Linked DNA regions of Mus musculus: region 1 is linked to region 2. Evidence: chromatin contacts called from public HiChIP or PLAC-seq data. All regions are on one chromosome and are shown on one strand. The core of a region is the stretch at or near the end of the contact, and the rest is flanking DNA. Distances in the headings are between cores, read along the strand shown.

The links. HiChIP or PLAC-seq counts read pairs in DNA pulled down with a chosen protein or histone mark.
Region 1: a contact with region 2 is called in an H3K27ac HiChIP or PLAC-seq map of acute myeloid leukemia, with 4 times the contacts expected there. The contact joins two enhancer-like sites. A contact is called at or near these places in 2 of 39 promoter capture datasets (hippocampal neurons and liver) and 2 of 115 datasets of contacts at active chromatin or transcription factors (acute myeloid leukemia and embryonic stem cells).

Annotation. Positions count from the first base shown.
Region 1 is chr1:79,682,951-79,685,831 of GRCm38.p6, reverse strand. No RefSeq gene overlaps it. Among named protein-coding and RNA genes, the nearest start is that of Ap1s3, 12 kb to the right of the region's middle. Within about 2 kb of position 1,556, at least 39 of the 459 cell types and tissues checked have an H3K27ac peak or open chromatin away from gene starts, as enhancers often do. A contact at or near this core is called in acute myeloid leukemia, where this site is marked.
Region 2 is chr1:79,313,225-79,316,348 of GRCm38.p6, reverse strand. No RefSeq gene overlaps it. Among named protein-coding and RNA genes, the nearest start is that of Gm29536, 90 kb to the right of the region's middle. Within about 2 kb of position 1,673, at least 7 of the 459 cell types and tissues checked have an H3K27ac peak or open chromatin away from gene starts, as enhancers often do. A contact at or near this core is called in acute myeloid leukemia, where this site is marked.

The DNA of each region.
Region 1 (2,881 bases), core at 307-2,806, 370 kb before region 2:
TTCGCAGGGGAAGAATTAGGGCTTTCACTTGGATACTCAATGTCTTCAGTGTTCTACACGCCTCTTACTTGTGTTCCCTTTGCAATTCCTTTATTTGATTTTTAGGCAGTTTATTTAAAAACTCAAACCAGGTGCTGAACTAATCACTCTATTCAAAAAATATTTGCCATCAGCCTAGATTTTAGATTTTATTAATTTGAGTTCAGGCCTGTCTGGATACAAAGTTGTACAAATATTTGCTGTCAGCATATGAGTGGAGACCGCATATTTGAGCGCAAACCTGTGCTGCCCAGCAGTTTTTAAATGGTTGCTATTACTACTTCTTTTATGTGAAGCCCTGTGTTGGCTCACCTGAGTCCAGACTTGAAGAGGACCAGGCAGGGATCGCTAATATGCCGTGTCATTCTTTCTCAATTCCAATGCTGAGTTATTTGCCTGGACTGTTTTAGTTAATCCTTTCACAAATTCTCCAAATTAGCAATTACTTCTATTCCATTCCATGGATAACAAAGGATTTCTCAAACTCTACCTTTTCTGACTCCAAAATATATCCTCATACTTTGCCTAGGGATTCCCAGACGCAGAACTATCCACGAAGAATCATTGAGGCTCACCTTCAGGTTGGCATAGGGTAGAGCCTGGGCTTTGGAGCCAGATTTAACAGTCTTTAAACTCCATCTCTGTATCCCTAGCTACGTTAACATAGTTATGAGTTATGCAACCACTGTGGACATCAGCATTCTCATCACCTGCAGAATGTGCTGTACGTAAAGAAGACTAAAGCATGTAAAGTCATGGCTTCCTTGGAATCTGTTATAGAAAATGTTTATTATTTTCCCTTTCTTCTGTCTTTCTCTTGGAAATGACAGAGATGACTTCAGATTTGAAGTTGCTTTGGTGAGGGAATATGGAAGAAAACAGAGCCTAGGTTGGGAGGCTGGGAGACCAACCAAGATCACTTTGTGAGGGAGGGTTGAGGCATGTGGTCTGGCATCATCCTGAGTCCCTTGTTCATGGCCTTCAAAGACCAGAGGGTGCTTTCACAGAGGGTCTATCCTGGGCAATGCCACGCACAAGTTCTCAGACTCGACCCTTGGGAGTCTTGTTATCTAGTTTCTTGAAAAAGGGACCCGTAAAGACTGAAAAGGGCTGGGGTTTCGACTATGCTGCTTGCCAAGAGAGTGTGCTATGGGAAAGAAACCCTCCAAGGACAGGGGATAGAGCTGTAAGACTGTAAACTTCCAGAGCTCAGAAAATGTTGCAAGGTATTGGGGCAATCTGGTGGCTCTCCTGAGTGGGGTCTTGATGTGAGTTTCATCTTGGTTCACTCAGAATGTACCCACTGAACCCACATGCTGCAGGATATTTGATCGAACTGTGAACCCCGAGATTGGGTTATTTACTGGAAAAACCTGCTTTTAGTTGTGGTGGGGCTCAATCTTAGCACACACCTTTAATCCAAGAGCTTTCTGCTTCAACACTGTAAACAGGATTAAAAGAAGTCAACTGTAGCTCAAGAGGAGGAACAAGCAACCAGATAACAGGAAGTGAGTTTAGGATTATTAAGATAAAAACCATAGAGAGTAAAGAGGAGTCAGGAGTATGGGTAGAACAGGAAGTAGAAGGGAGTGACTTTCAGTTTGAGGGGTTCTTGAGGTGAGAGAGGGAGTTCCTGGTGGGTCAACTGAGGAGGAAGGTCAACTGGGTGCTTTCTCTAACTTTCTGAGCTATCAGGCTTTCATCCCAGCATCTGGCTCCTGAGTCTTCATTGGTAAAATCAATATCAAAAAAACAAAAACAAAAACAAAAAAACACCCCAAGTGCTGCTGCATGCGTAGGGCTTGGGGAAGTTGAGGGGTACAAAGACTATGGGTTTCTGGTTGATTTCCCAGAGCATTATGTCTTCTGATCATGCGTCTATCAGATGGGGCGAAAACTTACCTCCAGATAGCGCTGCCGAGAGTGCGGTAGCAAAGGCGTAGTGAGCTAGCGCCTTTAGGGTGCTTTCAGCATTGCCTGCCACCTGGACCCTCTAATAAAATCTATTCTTACATTCCAGACTGGGTCAGACCAGCAAATTATAGCCGGATAGGCATTGCTGCAATAGGATCAGGGCTTTGCTCTTTGACAACTAATCAAGCCAAGGGTAGTACTAAGTGGAACCCAGATTCAGTTTCCAGTCCTGAGAGATGGAGTTTGAGAAACCCACATTACCTCTGGGGGCTTCATGGTTGACTCTTCTTAGATTTCCCACTGATTTTACCATTGAGGATAGCCCACATTGTGGTGGAAGTGACCCCAACCTCACAACCAAGGCTGCCCAGGATCACGGCCTTGGAAAAACTGCAATGACGAGGTCTTGAAAGAAATAAAATTTACAAGTTTGAATTGCATCAGAAGCTCCCAGGGAGATGACCAAATCTTGTTTCTCAGATTTGGAAAGGCACCAACCATATACACTCACAAAGTCAGTGAAGATGTTCTTGTAAACTCTGGTTCATAACGAATATTTACCCCGAATTACACTTAATTTGCTTTAGAAAAAAATATCGGTTGGGGAGTAGGGGGAGAGAAAGAAATGGAGGGAATAAAAAAGAAAACAAAAACAAAACAAAACAAAAAGAAGCAGATTCTTCTTGTCAGCTATTACTTATGATGAACACTAGATGTCGCCACTACCATGTTTTGGTCTTTAAAAAAAAAAAAAAAAAAAAAAAAAAGACTTGGTCTTTAACTCTCCCAAGTCTGTTAGAATCCAATTTCTAAAACTGAAGACAAAACCAAAACATGATTTTTCTCCATCCTGGCCTTCATTTAATCAGACATTCAACTTCAAGCTAATATCCACACGGCATTTTCTCTGGAAGGGTAGATTTGAAGC
Region 2 (3,124 bases), core at 424-2,923:
GGAATTGACTTCCTGTGGTTCCTGTTTTCACCCACAAAGACTCCACTGATCCTTTCATTTCCTAAAGCTCTTTCCTATATTCTCTGAGACCCACCTTCTCTGCCTCCCCGTATGGGGACTAGAGGAGTGTGTCCTCATGCCCTCACCTCCAGTTAGGTTTTTACTTCTGTTTATATGGCTTCTTTATGCATGTCTGTGCAAGTATTAGTACATCAATGCACAGTTGCATTGGCTTACGTTTCAAAACTGGCATTATTTTACACTTTGTTCTTCAGTATTTACCCAGCTATTTCTATTTTAACATATATATGGCTAATGGTAAGGTCTTAGCATTTGTGGGGCCGTACAGGAATCATAATGACAAGACAGGGCTTGTTGTCTATACTGCCTGTCACTCATGCATGTAAGAATTCCACAGTTTAGGAGGTATTTAAAAATAAACGTTTTGCTGATTGAAAAAAAAAAGGAAGGAAGGTAGAAAGAAAGGAGAGAAGGAAGAAAACTAGGTATACTGTCTGGTGGTTTGACCCTCTTAGACTCATGTGTTTGAATGCTTGGCCCATGGGGAGTGGCACTATTAGGAGGTGTGGCATTGTTGGAGTACACGTGTCATTCTGGGGCTGGGTTTTGAGGTCTCTATGTTCAAGCTCCACCCAGTATGGAATTCCTCCTGGCTGCCTTAGAATCAAGATGTAGAATCCGCCGGTCCTTTAGCAACAAGTCTGCCTGCAGGCTGCCATGCTTCCCACCTTGATGATAATGTACTGAACCTCTGAAACTGTAAGCCAGCCCCAGTTAAATATTTTCTTTTATAAGAAATGCCTTGATTGTCACTTCACAACAATGATACCCTAACCTAGATAGTGACTTATTCCTGTAACTGCAGGAATCAGGAAAATGGGGTAAGGGGATTTCTGTGAGTTCGAAGCCAGCCTGGAGAACATAGTTAGTACCAGCTGAGCCTGGGTTGTAGAGTGGTTTTCATATTTTATCTGTCTTGATCACAGGGAACATATTTTATAAGAGAAAAATCTGATACCTAGAAAGCAATAAGCTTAACTCACAAGCTAGAAGCTGAACATGAGCTAAGGTTACTCTCTGAACTCATGTTGAGACAACCATGACTTCCTTTATACAGTTATCTTCATATCACACACACACACACACACACACACACACACACACACACACACACACGAGTGCGTGCACCCTAGGAAACTACAGCAAGCTAAATAACCTATTCAGTTTGGGTTCTCTTAGAAGAAATGTTTAGTTGGGAATAAGGAAGAAGAAAAGTGAAATTGTGCAGCCTGGGAAATATTAATTGCTTTGTTCCTGAAATATCCTCTGGCAGCTCAAGATAAGTTCCAGATGGTTTCTGACTAGGCTGTTACTTCACAGTAGTCCAATGTTGAGTAACTTTTCCTTGCTTCATTTGTCTGAAGCACCTAAACATATCTAGGGGAGCTTTGTGCCTGCGTTCATCTTCAACAGGTTGATATTGCTGCTTACCAAATCTTCTGGCTCAACTTCAGCTGGTGCTTCTGTCTCTGTAGGCCCCTGAGACATAAAGCCTGAGTACTTAGCAACCAGATCAGATAAGCACAGGCTGCTCCATCGTTAACGGTGTGATTTATAGTAAAATGTGCCCTTCTGTATCATTTGTTAACATTTTAGACTGTAACCTGATCTGAGAACAGTTTAGATGGGGAATAGATGCGGAGATCATTTCTGAGCACACTCTAACTGACAAATATTCTGGTCTGAAAGTTGTCATAACATTTTGCTGTTTTTTTTTTCTTTGTCTAGTCCTGGAAATGACCTTAGCTGAATAGAAACAAAATTCAGGCGTTGACTCACTATTCCTCCTTTCTCATTTTGTTCTTCAGGAGGAGGGAAATAAGAAATGAATTCTTACAAAGGAAAACCCAAAGGGAACAACAGGCTTTCTGGTGTTTGAAAAAGCTTAGAAGTCCGTCAATGATATATTATGTGTCAAAGTCAGGTCAGGTGGCTTGACAGCCATAGCAATCATGGGCTATACTTGACAACACGTGAAGGGACATAGGGCACCTCTTAGTCTCTGATACCCAGAGAATTAGAAGTCCCATAGCTTAAATGCTACTAAGGCACCTAGGAGAAGAGAAATCCCGAAGAAGTCAAAATTTAATAAAAAACCAGCCTGTTAAACAGGTGGCCATAGCCAGAGGCAGGCAGAGCATTTAAAAAAAATACAATAAAATATAAATAACAGAGAGATGCTTGTCTCAAATTTCTTTTCCAGTGTAGACTGAGAATGGTTATTTTATGTCTTCTTGTTCTTGATGAAGATATGCAAGGTATTTGTTAAAGTGGAAATACCTGATGGGCAATACATATATACACTGAGGAGAGCAGATTTATAGGGAACAAGATGGAAGTCTGGTAAGAGTTAGGACAAGATGTCTCTTAGAAAGATCAGAATGGAGGGAGTACAAGAAATCCAGACCAAAGCATGGACTTGAACTTAGTGGACAACTCTGGCCATGTGTTAGAATGGTTTGGAGAAGAGATGAAGACAAAAGGTTATGGAAGAGGAGATACACTAACCTGACAACCTCAATCTTGAATATATAAAAATGGAGTTGTTAAACTGGCAACACTTGTCAAGAAGTGACAAATCTATCTATCTATCTATCTATCTATCTATCTATCTATCTATCATCTATATATCTTTAAGGCAAGGCCTGATAATGTTATCTAGGCTTTTCTCAAATGCTTGGCTCAAGTAATCGCTGGACTCAGCCTCCTGAAATCTGTGGACTACACAAATTCATCAATACACTCAGCTATGTATTCTATTCCAGCATCATAATTTGGGCAACCACCAAAATATCCAACCATAATTGAGAAAAACATTTTTATTGACTCCACTACTTCTACAAACACTTCAAAATCACATTCCCAAGGAGGTATAACAGAAGTATTTATCATACTGGATCGTAGATGGAAAATAGAAAATTGAATACAGAGTTATTGTAATAACAAAATTCATTAACATCTGGGGAACAAATCAGACTGGGTTAAGTTAAATTGTTTTTAGTGATGAGAGTTATAATGATTATCTTTAAAAAGTTTTAAAAGT